2 separate regions of the Triticum aestivum genome follow, and region 1 is linked to region 2. A link is a contact called in public Hi-C data. All regions are on one chromosome and are shown on one strand. The core of a region is the stretch at or near the end of the contact, and the rest is flanking DNA. Distances in the headings are between cores, read along the strand shown. Region 1 holds the start of LOC123092721 (protein CHAPERONE-LIKE PROTEIN OF POR1, chloroplastic). Region 2 holds the start of LOC123092720.

Evidence for each region. A called contact is a pair of places that touch in the nucleus more often than the background predicts.
Region 1: a Hi-C map of leaf shows a contact between it and region 2, with 6 times the contacts expected there. The contact joins the promoter of LOC123092721 here to the promoter of LOC123092720 in region 2. A contact is called at or near these places in 3 of 5 Hi-C or Micro-C datasets (all in leaf).

Annotation. Positions count from the first base shown.
Region 1 is chr4B:462,853,194-462,859,776 of IWGSC CS RefSeq v2.1, forward strand. LOC123092721 (protein CHAPERONE-LIKE PROTEIN OF POR1, chloroplastic) reads left to right here and starts at 3,159. Exons shown (of 5, transcript XM_044514543.1): 1 at 3,159-3,280; 2 at 4,712-4,908; 3 at 5,001-5,098; 4 at 5,607-6,051. The coding sequence starts at 4,757.
Region 2 is chr4B:462,493,199-462,499,980 of IWGSC CS RefSeq v2.1, forward strand. It overlaps LOC123092720, which reads right to left and starts at 5,320. Exons shown (of 5, transcript XM_044514541.1): 1 at 4,950-5,320; 2 at 2,211-3,790; 3 at 2,034-2,113; 4 at 1,795-1,933; 5 at 1-718. The coding sequence starts at 3,534. The coding sequence ends at 213.

The sequences.
Region 1 (6,583 bases), core at 1,909-4,408, 360 kb after region 2:
GAAAACCCCCGAAAAATAAACCGTTCAAAAAGCTGAAAACACGTGCGGAAAAATAAAAAAAAATTTGAAGGGAGCATCCAGAGCGCGACACTTGGCGGGGCGGCTGGGAGCGCGCCAAGTGGCGCTGATCGTTGCGAGGCTCCCAAAGAAGCGCCCGTTAATTAGTTGCTCTCACCCGAATCCTAGCTGACTAGAGGATTCGAACTCGAGACCGCTTTTGTCGTGGGGAATGACTGTAACCACTTCGACTACCTCATCCCTTCTGACTAGTTACTCCATTTTCCGCCTCTTATTCTTTATGCAGTTCCCGGAATTTTCCATTTTTATCTCTTCTTGATATTTTTGTTTGGTTCTTTTCCTTCTCCTTTCCCTTTTCTTTAAATTTCTTTTTCAAAGAACGATGAACTTTTTCTCAAAATTGATGAACTTTTTTTATGTTGTGTGATTTTTTTCCGAAATCGATGAACTTTTTTCAAATTCGATGAATTTTTTTCAAAATTGACGATCTTTTTCAAATTTGATGAACTCTTTTCAAATTAGGTGATCTTTTTCAAATTTGATGAACTTTTTTCAAAATCAATGATTTTATTTTTTCGAAATCAATGATTTCCTTTTTCAAATTCGTGAAGTTTTTCCTAAATTTTTGAACTTATTTTCAAAATTGATGCAAAAACGGTATTAACTTTGTTTTGAAATCCATGAACTTTTTTTCAAGTCGATAAACGTTTCTTCAAAATCTGTGAACTTTTTTCAGAGTCGATGAACTTTTTTTTTCAAAATTTTATACTTTTTTGAAAATTGATGAATTTTCAATTTTAATGAACATTTTAAATAAATGAATTGTATCCTAATTCGTGATGTTTTTAAAATCTGTGAACATTCAAGTTTTGTTCACATTTCTTTTCAGAAGAAATCCCATTTTTCTAAATAGCGTGGGTAAGTTAATTCTTAAAGATTCCGGGTTTTAATATTTCGCGAGGGCTTAGTAGGTGGAGTGGTTAGCCAGCCATGCACTGAAGGTAACCGGCGCAGGTTCGATTCCTCAAGAGAGTGACGTTTTTTGGGGTTGTTTTTCAAGCATTTCCTATTTGGCGCCATAGGCGCCAGTTAAAGTGCATTTGTTAACTGGCCCTGTGGCGTCCGTAAATGGACCGGCCCATATAGGCGCCGGTTGATGATCTTTTTTTTTGAAAATTCCGTAAACTTCTTTTAGATTGATGAACTTTTTTGAATATTGATGAACTTTTTCGAAATTTAATGAACATTTGTCTTGAAAATGGATGAACTTTTTTCTATTTATGAACTTTTTTTCCAGTTCCATGAACTTTTTTCAATTCCTATGAACTTTTTTCAAATTGAATGAACTTTTGATAAATTGGATGAACATTTTTTTTCAATTCGAATGAACTTTTTTTCAAATTGATGAACTTTTGAAAAATTTATGAACCTTTTTTAAAGATATGAACATATTTTTTCAAATGGATGAACTTTTTTCTTTAAATCTGTAAACCTTTCTTCATTTCATATTTTTATTTTCGTAAAGAAAACTAAAAAAAACTTAGGGCAGCAAGCTAGTGGGCCGGCCCATGCTAGCAGCGCTGCAGGCGCCGGATCGTTAACGGGCGCCTGCAGGCGCTGTATAGGAGCTCCCTGTTTTTCACGCCATAAGTACAATTTTCACTGCCCTGCGTGTTTTATGGGCCGGCCCACTAGCGTGCTGCAGTGTAGGCGCCGGTTGCGTCTACGGACGCATAAGGCGCCGTATAGCGAAATCACTAATTAAGGAGTACTCCTTGCAGAGATTACTTCAACTTTTTCAGGTTGCGACAAGTGGTGCACTGCATGTGCGCCACTTATTGCAACCTGGGTGTTTTTTCTTTTTTCATAGATTCATTTATTCAAAACGTTTTATCTTTTAAAATGTGCGTCCAAATCTCGAACCGCTTTCGTCGTTGGATTCCTCGCGTCGAGATCTTCAAAATTAGATCCATGTTGATAGGTTTTGACGAACTATTTTTCACGAAAAAATCGGACGAAAAAACCCAACGAAAAAACCGAACCGGAAACACGGGTTTTTTCTCTTTTCGAAAGAGGCACGTCCGTGCCTCTGACGAAATCACAATCGTGCCTCTCGCGGAAGCAAAACCATGCCTCTCGTGAAAAAAAAAGAAAACAAGTTTTTTTTCCTTTTCGAAAGAGGCACGCCCGTGCCTCTCGCGAAAGCACAACCGTGCCTCTCGCGGAAGCAAAACTGTGCCTCTCGCGAAAGAATAAAAAACAGAAAACGCGTTTTTTCCCTTTTCGAAAGAGACACGCCCGTGCCTCTCGCAAAAGCACAACCGTGCGTCTCGCGGAAGCAAAACTGTGCCTCTCGCGAAAGAAAAAATAACAGAAAACATGTTTTTTTTACTTTTCGAAAGAGGCACAACCGCGCCTCTCGCGAAAGCACAACCGCGCCTCTCGCGGAAGCAAAACCGTGCCTCTCGCGGAAGAAAAAAAACCAGAAAACGTGTTTTTTTTCCGTTTCCGAGGAGGCACGGCCGTGACTCTCGCGAAAGCGCAACCGTACCTCTCGCGGAAACAAAATCGTGCCTCTCGCAAAAGAAAAAGAAACAGAAAACATATTTTTTTCCGTTTCCAAGAGGCACAGCCGTGCCTCTCGCGAAAGCACAACTATGCCTCTCGCAAAAACAAACCGTGACTCTCACGAAAAAATCCAATTTTTTTGCGCAAAAAAATTATTTTTTTCGATTTTTTTTGTCGAAAAGCTAGGAAAGACCGATGGAAAACCAAAACGTCAAAAAAAAACAAAACAAAAACGTTTAAAAAGCTGAAACCGCGTGCGGAAAAATAAAAAAAAATCTTGAGGGAGCGTCCAGAGCGCGACACGTGGCGAATAGCTGAGAACGCGCCAAGTGGCGCTGATTGTTGCGAGCTCCCGAAGGAGTGCTCGTTAATTAGTTGCTCCCGTCGTATAGGACCTCTGCTCGTAAAGAAAATAAAACCGTGTTCCTGCGCGCTGGGCCTGGCCCATTACGGGGAATCGTCGCGCCCGTTTCAGTTTGGCAAAAGAAAAAGTGTGAGAAGGCCCAGTGTGGTCTTCCCCTTCGTTTCCGGCCCGCTGGTCCGCCGAGTTCGGCCATGGTATCCATCTCTCCCCCCCGGCCCCCGTACCTTGCGTTCCCCCACCACCCCCACCGTCTGCTCCGCCACCTTATCCAAGGAGGCGGCCTCCTCCGACGCCGCTCCCCGTCCGCCGGACGCACTGCTCACCTCGTCGGTAAGGTCCTCGCCTCGCCTCCCTCCCCCACCGTTTCGCCGTTTCCCGTGCGACGCCGTCATCAAACGCCGAGATGCACGAAATCAGAGGAAGACCGTTGACGGCAACAATTTCTAACCCTAGCCGTTGTCTTCTCAAGTTTCCGCCGCCGCCGCCTATCTTCCTGCCGCCCCCGTGTTTGCCTCCATGGCACCACCCTATTGACGTCTTCGACGAGGACGTCCGCCACTGGGCCGCCGGTTGCCCTTGCTGTCGCAGTCCCTTCCTACGAGGCAAGGCCGCGGGACGCTACTGCCCCTGCCCCTGTATTGCCTCGATTTCCTTCACCCAGGCCGGCGACGCCACCGAGGATCTCGTCCTCCCTCACTGAATGGATGCTATGGTCCGATTTCGCTGCAGATTGGCTTGACTGTAGAATTTTAATAGTTGAATCCACTTTGCTTTAATTCCATTGCCAAAAATTATGTTGCCATCTGCTACGGTGCTCTGTCAAGCTCAACTTTGGCCAAGTCCATATCTGGCCTGTCCCGAGGCTCGCACCAAGCCCCCACCCCGGCTCGCTTGGGTTCTGCTCGTTGACAGGCCTGCTGCTTGCTGTGTGGCAGCTGCGCCGTCCAGTTATCGCGGGTCCAATGCTTTAGGTTAGCTGCGGTATTGCTGTTGCTTTAAGTGCAGTCAGCTGCTTTGTCTAGGAGAGTAAATGATTTGTGTGCCACACGAATCGTGGAGATGTACTTTCTTAGTCTCTCTATGTTGATTTCACAAACTTGCAGAACTGTTTATGCAGAAAATTCTAGTGGGACGGTGTGCCTTGTGTTCTTATGTTTTAGGTTTGTCGGAATCCTTGATTCGTTAGCTTCGATGGTTCGTTTACCGCTGCTTGCTTGATGTTTTATTGCCTACTTATTCCACTGTTTGCATATTCTGGTGCTTAAAATGTATAACAACTGAGCATCAATTTTGGGTGGTAACCTCTGTAGAACAGAAGTATTTCGTGTTTACTTAATGCCAATTCGGGGTTGGTTTCATGTTTACTTAATGTTAATTTATTGTCTATACAGGACAAAGTAGTTTAGTTCAAGTATAGAGATTATGCTTACGAAGAACATCACAAAGGATACCCTAGAGATGATTCAAATTTAACTGAAGTGACACATGTAGCATATTGGATATAGCGGGAGTGCGGGACTACAAAATAGCAGAATTATAGTGATCAGTATAGTGGCTTTAATGGTTGCAGCTGTGATCATGGATTTTAATTCAATCACATAGCGTTTATGTCCGAAAAAATAACTGGCCGTTTAAATCACTGCTTGTGGCGTTGATTTGTTTCGGAGCAAGCATCAAAGTGCTGACTCATATTGTTATTGTACTTCTCCTTCTCCTGTTTTCTTTACTAATTTTGTATGTCCTGTTATTTGTTTTGCCTAGGAGGGTGAAATATCCTTGGTTCAGGTTGTTCAGCTATATCTTGAGATGTTGGCGCATGGTCTAGCAAGCAATCCCTTGAGGGCTACTCGATCTCCACTTACTCCGAGGGCGTCAAGTGCACCCCTGGGACTCGTCTCTTCATTGGGATTCAACAGGGGGCGTAAGGAAAATGTAAAACTTTTTGTCAATGTTGATAGGTATAATACTTATACTTCTTCTGACCTCACCATCAAAGAATTAATCTAGTTTACAATGTGACAAGAAGCCTTACTACAGCCCTTCAATGCAGATACACAAAATATAATGCTCCTTCCATTACACAGCGATGTTCCAGAATATCACCATTTGCATCTGCATCCTTTGGTGACATGGCGGACTCTTCAAATCGTAAGTTTATAGCTGCGTATGTATATGACAACAAAAACATCACATGATAGTGTCTTTAGATGTTATTAGTTATTTCTCGTTGTATTCAATTATAGTAATACTGAAGTAGAACTAATAAGGAACAACTGACTCGTGTGCATCTCAGATTACCACTTTGCTTTTCATGCATGATTGATCTTAGACGGTATTATGGTAACATGTAGGCATCAAATGACATTGTTGGCCAGGGTATCTCTTTGGGACATGTTACACATGTACATCATCACATGCATGCTAAGAGAGATCAGTAGTGCTAAAATCACCCACATCAGTCATTAACTCATTTTCTTTTCTATGCTTATTGTATGAAAAATCAAATCTGCTGATATTTATATTGATTCTGTTGATTGAACTACTCCCTCCGATCCATATTACTTGTCGCTGCTTTAGTACACCTTTATACTGCTTAACCTCTAGAATTCTTTCATGATTAACCTCTAGAATTCTTTTTAACTGCTTTGTTCTTCAGCCATTTTTCCTAGAATCCATGTGAAGGATCCGTATCAACGGCTTGGAATCAGCAAGGAAGCATCTGAAGAAGAAATTCGAGCTGCCAGGAACTTTCTCATAAGCAAGTATGCAGGGCATAAGCCAAGTGTTGATGCAATTGAGTCTGCGCATGACAAAATCATCATGCAGAGTTTCTTTGATAGAAAAAAACCAAAAGTGGATCTCAAGAAAAAATTTAGGGAACTTAGTCAGTCACGTCCAGTCAAGGCTGTTCAGGGCAGATTTTACACGCCATCTAACAAATTTATTTGGAAGACAGCGATTACTTTTGTCTTGCTTGGAGTGCTTACCCTTGTTTTCCCTACTGAAGAAGGTCCAACTCTCCAGGTCTTAATCTCTTGTGCGGCAAATATCTATTTCCTTTATCAGCGGCTTAAAAGTGGATGGAAATCATTCTTTTATGGGTATACTTTCTTCCCCTTCCATTGTTTTGTTTCTACCTTTGGGTTGTTAAGGATATAACTGCTTAGTAGTTGATTAGTTATGTACAGTACTAGTGTTTGCTTTGAGCTATGATGCTCTGAATCAGCATATAGACATTTTGTGCACATTCCAAATCCGAACATGATACTGGAGCCAGATAACCAAATCTCAAAGCTTCATGGTGGCCACTGTTAGTTAATTGCTATCTTCACCGCCAGGACAAATATCTATCTCCTGATAGTGGTGCCAGTAAATAGAGTTCCACAAATTGCTTAGATTGTTATTTTTTTGTTCTTGGTGCTATATGTGATCATTACTTTGATAGACATCGATCAGTGTGATGGATGCAGCATGTGTTTATAGGAGTTATTTGATTAATGCTGGATTGTTTTAAAGCTTATCATTTATAGCCTAGTAATAAAGATTACGAAGCAGAATGCAACAGTGTTGGGCTCCACATTTTATTTCAGTCAGGTAGAGTTTTGTAGTCTCTATTAGATTGTCATTTTCTCT
Region 2 (6,782 bases), core at 4,070-6,569:
AACCCTTCAATGGAGTTAACTATTTGAGTTAACCCAATTACAGTCTATAATCGACATAAGACAAGTGGTTAGAATCCTAAATCCAATTATACACAAATGTTCTAAACTATAGTATAAATTTACTAGCTTGCAGGGTAGCTTCGATCTTCATACAGCTTTATGGTTCAGAAAATTACATCTTCAGACAACTTTCATCCTTCAGCAATCATCTGTCAGCAATCAGCAGTATCATGGTTTTCATGCCCAGAACAATTCTCAGAATCAGTTTCCAACTCTGATGCCTCACCTTGCAACTTCATTTCCTCAGATATCTGATCATCATGGCAGTAGCCTTCGACATTCACCGCCGGTGGCTCACTGTGGTCATTCTCCTCACCATCTTCACTAGACGATGACATGGAGACCGCCTCAGGAACTAGACGTGTCAGCCTGCTTGAAGGTAATCTTGCTATTTTGGCCCCTCCAGATCTGATCTTGGACTCGATGGCCTTGATCAGCGAAGCTGCTTCCTCAACAGGAACAACACGAGCACCACAAGCAAGAGCTGTAGCATGCACAAGAGGGTGTGGACCTTTTTCTCGCCTGGTCAGTTCAGACATAACACCTGGCAATGGACCTAAATTACAAAAACTTCTTTTTGGTTGTCTAATGGGTTCTGCAGGGCGGTATGAAATTGGAACTGCTTCGATAGGTGCTGCCAACAATTTGTACTGTCCATCTGTAGCCCAAGGAAATGAACATATATCAGTCAATGCCTGTACTGCTTCGATCTATTAAAAGTTGAAAAGCCTAATGTGCGTGTGTGAAAGCTTTCAACAACAGTAGCTTAGTAGGTTGATTCATGAAAAACAGTATAACTTGTTTTGAATCTATCTGCAATAGTATGGGACTATAAATACATTAGCCGTCGACTCTGAGGACAGAAACATTTCAATTTGCAGTATGTCCAAATTATAAAATGTTCCAGAATCAGCACTGAAAACGTGACCAAACTATTTGCCAAGCTATGATATACAATTTACTATTCTGGACACGGAACATCTTAAAGGATAAAACCACAGATTCAAGAAATGATGAAAATTACTCTCATTTCTGGTCTCAGCTTCTAATTTGACACCTATCCTGAAAGATCAATTTTCTATGTACACGCCTACTATTTATGTTCCATGGATTGGAATTGCGGGCTTACCACCTAGGGACCGACAAGGGGAGGGTTGTGTCTATCAATCAATGCAAAGGCCGAGGGCTTTCCTCCATGGAAAAAAAGGAAGCGACAAGGGCAGGTCATGGAACATAAGTCAAAGGAAACCCATACCAGTTTTCTCATAGTTTTATCCATACTGAATTTCCCATATTCCATCTTACTCCTTTCCTCTTTCTTAAACAAGTAGAATTGCTCCCACTCAAAAGTGGAACTACTTGGATCGAAAACATGATATATGGAGTGGTCATGATGAACACAATGACCTAAGGCTAGAGAATTGGTGTGCAAACTTACAAACTAAACAGCGACACTGGAGTCCCATCAAAAGGAAAAAAAACAGCTACACTGAAAAAGGTAATGGACTAAACTGTCAATTAGCAGCCTGTGGTGAGGAATCATAAATTTATATTATTTTGTGCGTGACATATGCGAACCTCTGAAGCTAACGTCAACCTATCATTAACTAGACCAAATGGAAACATTAGATTTTCTTCTTTCAAAATTACTGTAACATGGATGATACTTCTTTGCTGGGAACATAAAGTTATAAATATTTATTCCGTAATCAGTACAAGAAAATGGAATCTAACCAGCAGAAGCTCCAGGTGAATTCCTCGACAAAGGCATGTATAGCGTCAGAGGTATAGCAGGAATAGCAACTGTAGTTTCTTCAGAATGTCCATGGTAGGTTGAATGATTTCCCTGTGTTGCCCGACTCGAAGTGCTATTCTGCAATTAAAACTAAAAATAAGAACCTTGTAACCCAATAAGAAATATCAAATGCTGTGGAGAATATCTCTGAAACAGATGAGGAGGTTGGCAGGGTAACCTGATATTTCTCAGGACAGCCCTCCTTTCTGTTCTCAGCATGCAAATAAGAACATTCTGATCCATGCCTGCCTTGTCTCCCTGTTGATAGAACATGCAACAGTTGTTATAAACAGAAGAGTTCATAAGCAATAAGTTACTGGATGAATTGATAGCATCTTATACATGGTGTATTTACCACTTGAGGTGAAAGCACATGATGAAGGATGATTGTTATCAGAATTAGCTAAGCCTGAATCAGTCAACAGGTTGGTAGGAATGAACATTAGTTTGGAGGTAGACTCTTGAAACATCGTGAGCTGCGAAGGTATTGTTTTCTGTTTGGCCACATCTGAACATTGCGAAGCACTCATAGTTTTCATCTGTACGACCTTATGTTTACTTTCACTACCAGAAACTCCACGGTGCGGCATTATTGGATGACAACTTTTGACTTGAGCAACCTTCTCTGCCGCCTCCTTCAAGGCAGACATCGCCACATGGTAAATTTCTTCTGTGACTGATCCCTCTTTTGCAAATTTTATAGCCTCCTGACATAATTTGTTGTAAAGTACAGTGAGTGAATCTGTAGAATTACATTGAATCCCTGCACTATATTCCTCAACCTTCGCTTCATCAGGATCTGAACTCTTTGCAGCAGATTCAGCATTTTCTCCAGAAGTAATGTTCGATGTACTAGGGGCCTGTTTAGAAGATAATAACGAATGATTATGCTCCTTCTCAAATTTAGACACCATCCATTTTCCAGAGTTCATCTTTTTCACTACAATCATAGCTTTGCAACCAACTCTAGTTATCATTCTTGGGCGCTTCGTTTTTCCTTCGTCTGTGATCTCTTTCTTGGCTCGAACTTCACGGAAGCCTTCTTTGGAGCACACAATCTGACGAGAAATGATTGAATTATCACGCCTTGAACGGCAATACCTGCTAATACGTGCACGAAAACCATTTAGCCTCGCATAATTTATATAGAACAATTTTGCGGCTTCTTCAGAATCAAATTCCATACCCTCAACCGGCTCGTCAACAGGGTTTACCTCAGTAGAATGTGGCTTTTCAATTGGATTAAGATCCTGATGTGCTGACCTAATATCAAGTTTTCTTGGTGGAACTGATCCATGATTATGGGTTTTTACAAATTTAGTAACTACCCATTTGCCAGGACCAATTTTTTTTATCATTATCATAGCCTTGCAACCAACTCTAGTACCTGTCCGCTCTTGCTGTTTTTGGTCAGGGTGGAGGCCTTCACAGTTACGCGTTTCATGAAATCCCTCCTTTGAGCATACAATACGACGAGAAATGATTGAATTATCACGTCTGGAGCGGGTATACCTGCTAATCCGAATTCGAAAACCTGCATGTCTTGCATACAAGCTGTAAAATTCCCTTGCAGCATCTTCAGACTCAAATTCCATACCTTCGCGAGGTGTTAATTCTGTATCATCTTCATGTCCAATTATATTTTCTACTTCTGATGGTTCATTTGATGAAATCTCCATAGCAGTAAAGGCTCTGTGAAGTCCGGTTAAAGCATGATTTTGGTCATTGTCTCGCTTTGACTCAAATTCTTCTGATTAATGCACCTTCCATAACCAGTATTGGCCGTCACAAATCTATGTCGATTTTCTTCAGCTTGTCTTTTCTATATATTTGAAAATCCCCAATGTGGCATCTTAGTAAAGATCATTGTGCTCCACGGCAGTCCAGCTATGGCCCTACCTTCAAACTTGTTCACATGGTACGCAGAGTGCAGAACTGTATAATGATCTAAAGTTAGATGATATAATCACATAGTGCAGCAAGCAGGATTGTCATTGTATCTTGATAAGGAAAGATGTAAATGACTCAACATCTCTGACAACTTTGTTCAAACACCAGTAAGCAAATAGGGCTAAGTGAAAGGTATCAAAAAAGTCATCTAGGAAGTACAAGAACAGAAGCCAGGCATCTTTTAATCAGAGTTAACCACAGGATCAGGTGACTGAGTTCATTGCTACCATAATGTGATAATCATTCAGAAAACGTGTGGGGCTAGAGCATTAGCCCATTTCAAAGAGCTACTCCACATCATGACTACTCTTAAGACATCTTGATGATGCAATGTTGCATAGGTAAGCTGAAGCACTTCGTTGCACTCTCAGAATTTGAATTTGAATACCAAGCAAAATTTTCCTAATAATTGCAAAAAGTAGTACTCCCTCCGATCCAAATTAATTGACGCAAGCTCTATATAATCAGCCTATAACATGTATTAACACTGTCAATTAATTTGAACCGGAAGGAGTATACTTTTACCATTCAGAATTTGAATACTTTGTCATAAATGTCAGTCGCTTATTAAAAAACCGAGTTAGGTATTCAAAGTTTCTGTTAAACGGTTTCAGTTTAAGCCACATGGTTCTAAGTTGAGTATGACTTCTGGTAGACTTGTCTAGGAAACTTATCACAGGTAAAAAGACAGCCTTGGCACCATTTTTCTCCTTCTATTCCTTGGAGTTTTTGAGCCCCTTTTCTCCTTTTATGGAACTTTGTACTATTGACTGTTTACTTTCATTGATGACAGCGCTAACAAGGACCCGCACTAGTAACTGTCTAATATGAACCTTACTCTGGTACACAAGCCAAAATAGGACGTGATCCTCCGGCACAGCCGCCGCGCCAAAGTTCTTATGGACAAACACGGAACTGATCGAACACTCAAAACTGTTCTAATGATTGAGTCCATGCGCGGCACCAGAAATTTCCACTTATAGGCATGCATGAAACGCAGGTACATATCACGCATAAAGCAAGAAAGCGATTAGCTTCAGCCCAGATAAGCAGAAAAGCAACATCGCTCCAGAACTAGAACAGCAACATCAGAATAAAAGTAAAAAACAGAAAGCCTTTTTATGTGGAGGAACTCGGCACGCACCTGGACAAGTATTGCTCCCGATAATCCCTAAACCAGCGCAAGAAAACCGATGAGCGAGGAACCAAGAAACGAACAGCCCGAGCGGCTGCACGGGTGGATACGACAGGTGGTGGGGGCGGTCAAATCGAACCCAGGCGCGACGACCAAATCAGTACGGAACGCCAGGAAGGAGAAGGAGAGGAAGAAGAAGCGCGGAAGGGAGGAGAGGGGTTAGGCGTGGAGAAGTCGCGGCGACTGCTCATCGTTAGCATTAGGGAAAGGGATCACCGGTGGAATTAGTGGGGATGGATGAGAATTCGGGAAGAATTTTTTGATTAAAGAAAGGAGGCGGCCGGGACGCGAGTGGGGGAGGGAGGGAGGGAGGGAGACGGCGGCGAAGGTGGTGGTGGTGGTGGATGAGGCCGGATCTTCGGAGGGCGAAACGGACGGCGGAGAGTCGAGCGCGCGGGAGTGGCGGAGGGCGGGGATCTCGAGATGTTCCTGCGTATCCGGCCGCCCAACGGCCCAACCGTCCAAGTGGATAAATAACTCACGGTGAGGCGGGCCGTGATGCTTACGTGGGGGCGGGGACCCACTACCAGGGAGACATTTCTTGGGCTGTTTGCGCCGGTGAGGGATTGGATGAGCGTCGCTGCAGCGTCCCTGTCGGAGCATTTCCAGCCGCGCCCCCAACACAGCCCCTCAGTCGATTTTTCGCGCCGGCGCTGAAAGAATGGTCCGGTCGTGTCCATAGGAGCACGTTTTTCACCGGGTTGAGCCGAAATTAGCGCCGGCGGACCCAGACCGAACCCGGCGCGCTGGAGGGCGTCCGGGGACGCCGGGGCGAGCGATTTTGGCGCGAAAGAGCCGCAGGCCCGCCGAGTCAGCGACGCGTGCCTCGTCGTCCTCGAAACGCCTCGGTTTCCCGCGTGAAATCAATGGCAAAGATGCCGCCGGTCACCTTTGCCATTGATTCCTCATCACGGGCGGCGCGGCGACGCCTCCCCTCCCGCCACATGTACACACGACGCGGGGCTATAAAACCAATGCCTCCCCCTCGCCTCTGGCCACACCAGCCCACAGCCGCCCGCCGACCTCCGCCGAGCTCTCTCCTCTCTCCCAAGCCCATCTGATGGCCGCGCGATTCCCCGACGACGCAGCGGCGGCCAACGGCTTCGGCCGCCGCTCGCTCCACGAGTGGGAGGCTGATAACCCACAAGTGTAGGGGATCGCAACAACTTTCGAGGGTGAAGTACAACCCAAATTTATTGATTCGACACAAGGGGAGCCAAATAATATTCTTGAGTATTAGCAGTTGAGTTGTCAATTCAACCACACCTGGATAACTTAGTATCTGCAGCAAAGTATTTAGTAGCAAGAGTGGTATGATAGTAATGGTAACAGTAGCAACAGAAAAGGTAAATGTTTTTGGGTTTTTGTAGTAGTTGTAACAGTAGCAACGGAAAAGTAAATAAGCGAAGAATAATATGTGAAAAGCTCGTAGGCAATGGATCAGTGATGGATAATTATGCCGGATGCGATTCCTCATGCAATAGTTATAATATAGGGTGACACAGAACTAGTTCCAATTCATCAATGTAATGTAGGCATGTATTCCGTAAATAGTCATACATGCTTATGGAAAATAACTTGGATGACATCTTTTGTCCTACCCTCCCATGACAGCGGGGTCCTAGTGGAAACTAAGGGATATTAAGGCCTCCTTTTAATAGAGAATCAGACCAAAGCATTAACACATAGTGAATACATGAACTCCTCAAACTACGGTCATCACCGAGAAGTATCCTGATTATTGTCACTTCAGGGTTGTCGGATCATAACACATAATAGGTG